2 separate regions of the Mus musculus genome follow, and region 1 is linked to region 2. A link is a contact called in public Hi-C data. All regions are on one chromosome and are shown on one strand. Each heading gives the region's core, a stretch centred on a gene start, on an enhancer-like site or on the middle of the called end of the contact. The rest is flanking DNA. Distances are from core to core; before and after follow the strand shown.

Evidence for each region. A called contact is a pair of places that touch in the nucleus more often than the background predicts.
Region 1: a Hi-C map of cortical neurons shows a contact between it and region 2, with 2.7 times the contacts expected there. The contact joins two enhancer-like sites. A contact is called at or near these places in 3 of 484 Hi-C or Micro-C datasets (the HL-1 cell line, adipose-derived mesenchymal stem cells and cortical neurons).

What each region holds. Positions count from the first base shown.
Region 1 is chr5:133,044,413-133,047,394 of GRCm38.p6, reverse strand. No RefSeq gene overlaps it. Among named protein-coding and RNA genes, the nearest start is that of Gm36528, 290 kb to the right of the region's middle. Within about 2 kb of position 1,549, at least 4 of the 459 cell types and tissues checked have an H3K27ac peak or open chromatin away from gene starts, as enhancers often do. A contact at or near this core is called in cortical neurons, where this site is marked.
Region 2 is chr5:132,247,976-132,251,056 of GRCm38.p6, reverse strand. All of the region lies in intron 2 of Auts2 (autism susceptibility candidate 2), which reads left to right. Among named protein-coding and RNA genes, the nearest start is that of Auts2, 290 kb to the left of the region's middle. Within about 2 kb of position 1,271, at least 16 of the 459 cell types and tissues checked have an H3K27ac peak or open chromatin away from gene starts, as enhancers often do. A contact at or near this core is called in cortical neurons, where this site is marked.

The DNA.
Region 1 (2,982 bases), core at 300-2,799, 800 kb before region 2:
GAAAGGATTTCCACGGCTTACAGTTTGAAGGGATACAGTTCATTGTGGGAAGGCACTGTTGCAAAGCATGAAGCTGCTGGTCTCATTGTGTCTGCAGCCAGAAGCAGGACATATACAGGAAATGGGAGAGAGTAGGGGCCTCCTCCAGCAAGACCCCACCTCCTTAAGATTACACAGCCTTCTAAAACATTGATACCAGTTGAAGGCCAAGTGTTTAAATAAAATAAGCCTATGGGGACATTTTCCATTTCAAACACCAATACTGGACAATCAGAGGTAATGGAGTACCAGCTGACACAAACAGTTCTCCCTGTGCTAGCTCATGTCACCTCTTTTTATCTTGGCAGGTAGCCTAAGGCCAACTCCAAATGTCACTTTGCTGAATGTCATGCAATCTGTCAAAAGAACTATAAAGGCTTAGACCAACATGAATATTGCCTTCCTGGTCACTTCCCTTGCAAGGAGTATACATGGATTCCTGACATATCAAAGTTGTCTCTTATAGAAGATGTATGAAAGGTTGAATTTAGACATATTGACAGCTAGATCGAACCTCACTTTATCTATTTGAAAGTACTCTACTTTCAAAAGTACTGAGTCACATTCCCAGGTCCTCACTGGAGGATTCTAGGCAAGTACCCTACTGCTGAGCCAAACACCCAGTTCCTCACTGGAGAATTCTAGGGAGGTGCTCTACCACTGAGCCACTGCCGCCCCCCCCCAGCCCCTCACTGGGAGATTCTAGGCAGTGGCTCTACCACTGAGCCATACTCCTGGCTTCACACTGGGGAATTCTAGGCAGGGGAATCTACCACTGAATCACACTCCCAGGTCCTCACTGCTGGATTCTAGGCAAGTACTCTACTGCTGAGCCATATCCCAGTGGGGCATTCTAGACAGGTGCTCTATCACTAAACCATGCTGCCAGGCCCTTATTGGGGGATTCTATGCAGAATTCTAATGTTAAACCATTTAAATGGTTTACACTGATCTATGTTTTCAGCCCTCTTTTTTATTTTTATTTATTTATTTTTGCTTTGAGCTATTTTCTCACTTAGACTCCCAGCCTCTCCCAAACCTTTCTCTGTAACTCCGGCTAGCCTTGAATTTGCAGTATCCTTTCTTTCCCATCCTGTGTAATCGAGATGGCAGGCCTCCACTACCACCTCTGGCTGCAGTCTTTCTCATAGAGCTCCAAACCTTTAGATCATGCATACCACACCCAACCCCTTAATCTTTCAAGCTGGCATGGACAGATGTGACTATGAGAGTTGGTACTCAAGTAGATATTCACTGTGGCCCGACCACTCTTGAGAGAAACTGAAGCTTGGAGGGGAACTTAGGGGGAGTCCCGATGAATAAACAAGTCACTCAGAGGAAGCTGTGTGTTTCATTCTGACCACATTCACAAAGCTTGGAGAGAGGTTGGCGCAGAGGCAAAACTGGCAGCTGTTTTTCTCAAAATTAATTTCTATCCCTACAGTGATCAGTTCTGGTTAAGTGAGAGAATCAAATTATGTAAGTTACTTCTGCTGGGAAGGTCTGCTGCTCAGAATCTCGATGAAAAAATAACACAGTGCTGCTATTTAATTTTAAAACCCCGTCCGCTTCACTTACAATTCGTAACGATTCTGCCTCCAGCTCATGCGGTATTCATGGATCTCGGAAGAAAAAAAAAACTTTGAAAGCAGATATGATTCATGCTTGGGACCCCACAGAGAGGCAATCTAGGAGCCTCTTTCTCCACGGGGAGAGTGGAGAAAAAGGATGGAGTCCTATAGTCTGGAGTCCCAACTTTCTGCTCCACATACATCAACACTCAGCTTGTAGTTATTTCAGGCTTGGCACCAAATCTGGGCAGACTAATCTATAACACAGACAGGCACCATGATGATAGTGAGGGCAGAAGAGAGATAAGGAGCTATGGTTTACTTACATTAAAGAACAAGAGTATCCAACCATTTCTTCTAGGGAGGGGATGCTTCTAGTGTTACCAGAAACCTGGACAGCAGATGACAGCCTTCTTTCTTAATCTCTCTTTCTTTCTCTGTCTCTCTCTCTCTCTTTGTCTCTCTCTCTCTCTCTCTCTCTCTCTCTCTCTCTCTCTCTCTCTCTCTGCTTTATTCCAGCCTCCCCTCTTTCTGTTTCAGTGTCCTCTCAGATCTGAGCCCCTCCTTCTTTATGCAGTAGTAGTCAGATGCAGGGTGCTATGTAGTTCCCCAACTACCTGCTATGGGGACAGCCCAGACTGTGACTCCACCATTATCGCCATGGTACTCACAGAAGAACACTAAGAGGCCACAGCAATCATTGCAGTAACTCTAATTACAGTGTGCTAAGTGGGCCACCTTCAAGCATGAGGCCTGCTGCCATTTCCCTGGGATGACAGAAGTCTCTGCACTTGCCCTGCCCCAGCTCTTCTTACCTCATTCTGAGTTTTATGCCCCCATCCTTACACCAGCCAGGGAAAAATTGCAAAAACATCTAATACCATATGTGATCCCCATTGCCTGTTTACACAGATGCTCTTGACCAAGACTCTGAATCTTAGGCTATGTGGTTCCCTGAAACACCTCAGCCCACAGAACATGTAAATTTTCTAAGTACATACACATGTATCAAGTGGTTTCATCTCTCTGCTTGTCTTTTCAGAGAACTTTCTTTTTCTAAAAAATGATAACATTGCTATCTAAAAGAGGAAAGGAAGTAATTTGTTACATTTTCTGTTGTGTCTCTATAACCTTGGGAAAGGTGATCTAATAGGTGTGTGTGTGTGTGTGTGTGTGACTTCTGTGATCCCTGCGCTTAGGAGGTAGAGCCAAGAGCATAAGAGGTTCAAGGCCAACCAAGGCTACATAGTGAGTTCAAGGGCAGCCTGGGGGCAGAGACCTGGACTACAGATACTGCCTTGAAAAGATAAAAAACAAGGAGAGAGGAAGGGATTGAGGAATGGAGGCAGGGAGGGAAGGCAAGAAGGCACAC
Region 2 (3,081 bases), core at 22-2,521:
GGGTCACACAGATCTTCCCCCTCCAGACATCTCCCATTGCTTTGCCCAGCCCCCAACTGGAGCAAGCACTTCCTGGCAACCCATAGGCCACTCTGGCCAGGGAAGCAAGTGAGCTAATGGCAGGTATTCATCGCTCCCTCCACTCCTCCAAGTTCAAAACCCCACTCTCATTCCCAACTCTGGAGCAGGCCTTCTGTAGTCTCTTCTCGCTCTCTGCCCACATTCCCAGAGGTCTAACTAAGCATATCCTAGTCGAACACCCCACTTTACCCAAGTCATATAAACCCCCTATCCCAGCACTCCCCCATTTCTAAACACACGATAACCCGAAAACACCCAGGTTTGTTTATCTGGAATGCATAGTGATATTCCAGATAAAGACTCATCAGGGTCCCAGAAGACTTGTCTACCAGACAACATACAGCTACAATGCTCTCCTAAGATCCAGAGCAGAAACAGAAACCAAAATATCTACCTGTTAAACACAAGACCAGATACCAGCATCTAGAATTACAATCTTTTTAGCCCAGATGCCTATACACCAGTGTAAAAAACAATTAGTAACATCCAAGGAAATATGTCCCCACTAGAGCCCAGCAAGCCCCCCATAGCAGGCTCCAGCCTAGGTGAATGAAGCCCAAGAAGACCTTGAAACAGTTTTTATGAGTATGATAGAGGTCCTTGAAGTGGAAATGAATGAATCCCTTAAAGAAATCCATGAAAATACAAACAGTGGGAGGAATTGAATAAAACAGTTTCAGCCCTGAAAGTGGAAATAGAATCAATAAAGAAAACAGAAACTCAGGAAATCTGTCCATCAAAACTTTGGAACTTGAATAGGTGGTTGACAAGGGTAGGGGAGGCTATAACTCCTTTGATTTAAAACTGCATTTTGAGAGCTGAAAGATTTTTTTTTAGTGGTTAAGTTATATATTGTTCTGCTCTTGGAGAGGAAGTAAGTCTAGTCCCCATCACTTTGTCAGTCCACTCAAAGTCCTCTGTTGCTTCAGCTCCAAGGAGGCCAAGGCCTCTCTGGACTCTCGAGGTTACTTGAAACTCAGATGCACATTCTCACACACAAACATGTATGAATACATGCAATTAAAAAATAAAATTTAAAATCCTGCTTTTGGGGTGGGGGGGGGGTTGAACTGTACATTTTTCCTTCTTGGAAGAATACACAGCTATCTCCACGCAGCCTGACACAGCTACAGAACGTGAAGCAATCCGCTAATTTCTGCTCACAGCAATCCCATCCCTACACAAGTCTGTACATGACAGGTATGGGTAGGAGTTGGGAGTGGGTGGCTGACTGCGGTTTGCAGTGGTGTTGGTGGGGATCCAAGCAGATGGCTGTGATAGCCACGTGCTGCGAGATTCCCGTGGGAGTTGATGGCGGTGACAGGCGACTCACAATGTGCTATTTACAGTTTGGGTTTGCAGTCTTTTGGTGACATCTGAATGCTCTTTAGCAACTGCTTTCATTACTGCCTTTCGAGGAGCTGCTAATTGAAAATGAAATCGTGGGTGGGCTCTGAGACAGGCAGGCAGGGACAGGTCCAAGTGTCAAACGCCCTCGAGGACTGTGGGGCATCCTTACACCCAATCTTCGGCCCTTTTTCCAAAATAAGAAAAGTCAAAGGTGCAATTGGAGGTCCCGTGTACTTGAACACTCTTTGCCCAAAGAATCACAAGTACACCTGTGGGTCTCAGAAGGGAGTGAGTGAGTGCCAGCTACGCTCTGCTTTCTCTGTGTGGTACAAGTGTGTGTGTGTGGGTGTGTATGTGTGAACATGTTCATGTGGAGGCCAGACTCCAACCATCCCTGAGACGACTCCAGTGCTATCCAGCTCATTTAGCGACATGCTTACTTACTGGTTTGGAACTTACTCAGGTTGAATGCTTAGAAAATCTAGGAGACCCTCCTGTGTCTTCCTCGCCCACTCTGGGATTACAGGCATGCGTAGCATTTTATGTGGTTGTGGGGCTCAAGCTCAGGTCCTTGTGCTTACAGCTCAGTCCCTTTACTCGCCGAGCCACCTTCTCGGCCGCTGACTGGATGATCTCTTGCACTTTGGGATTTACCGTGTATGTAGGTTTGTGTATGTAGCTTTTTTATCTATAAGTTCTGTCTTGTGATATAGCTCTGGTGGAAGTAGGTAAAGTGTCTAAGCACAGCGAGGGGAGAATGTGGTGTTGGTTTGATTGGACTCTGATGGCAGATGATGATCTTGGTTCAACACAGGATTATGTTGTGTCCTTATCTTCAGAGCTGCTAGCTGGAGCATTGTCAGCATTGCTGAACTTGTCCCTGTCTTAAGTGTGCATGTGTGGGAGTGATTAGAACTCATTCTCAGAATAATTTTGCATGGAGAATTCCTGGGATGGTCAAGGAGTGACCTCAAGCTTGAGATGTTGTTAGCTTCCTTTTTAATTACACTTGAAGATGGTTATAGGAGTCTATTCTTTTTATCTTCCCCTTGAATATTTTAGTAACTATTTGGGACAGAACCATTCTGAATTACACATTTTGTTCAAATGGGAAGTGTTTGCTCTTCTCAGCCCCTGAGGCTGAGGCTGAAGGGCCCTTTATGATATACACCTTTTTATGTACTTAACCCTCAGTCCCATTAGAACTGCTTTGCTCTCGGAATCCAACTGTTTTAATGCATCTGGGCACAGCTAGGTCCTAATGATGTTGAAACAGCAGTTTTTGGTATTCCAAATAAAGGCCCAAGTCTTGCCTGTTGATACAAGCACTGCTTTTGTATGAGGTAAAGGGAACAGAGTTCCTGGCTGGAGTTCTGGTGCTTTTCATACCCAGTGGTGTGCATGCATCCTTGCACCAGTGCTCTTGCGTATACACAGAAGTAAGAACTAACAGAGCTCGTCGGTGCTGGGCCCACGTGAGTTGTATCACGTGTCGCTGGAACAGTTCACCAGCATTCATTGATCATGGCTCTGCAGAAGCTGCCAGTGTTCCCAAGCCTCTGCCTGCAGTGATGCTGATGGAGAGGGTCATTTCATAATCACTGTCTGCACCTGCGTTTGCTCAGGAAATGCTGGCGTCATACATCTTGA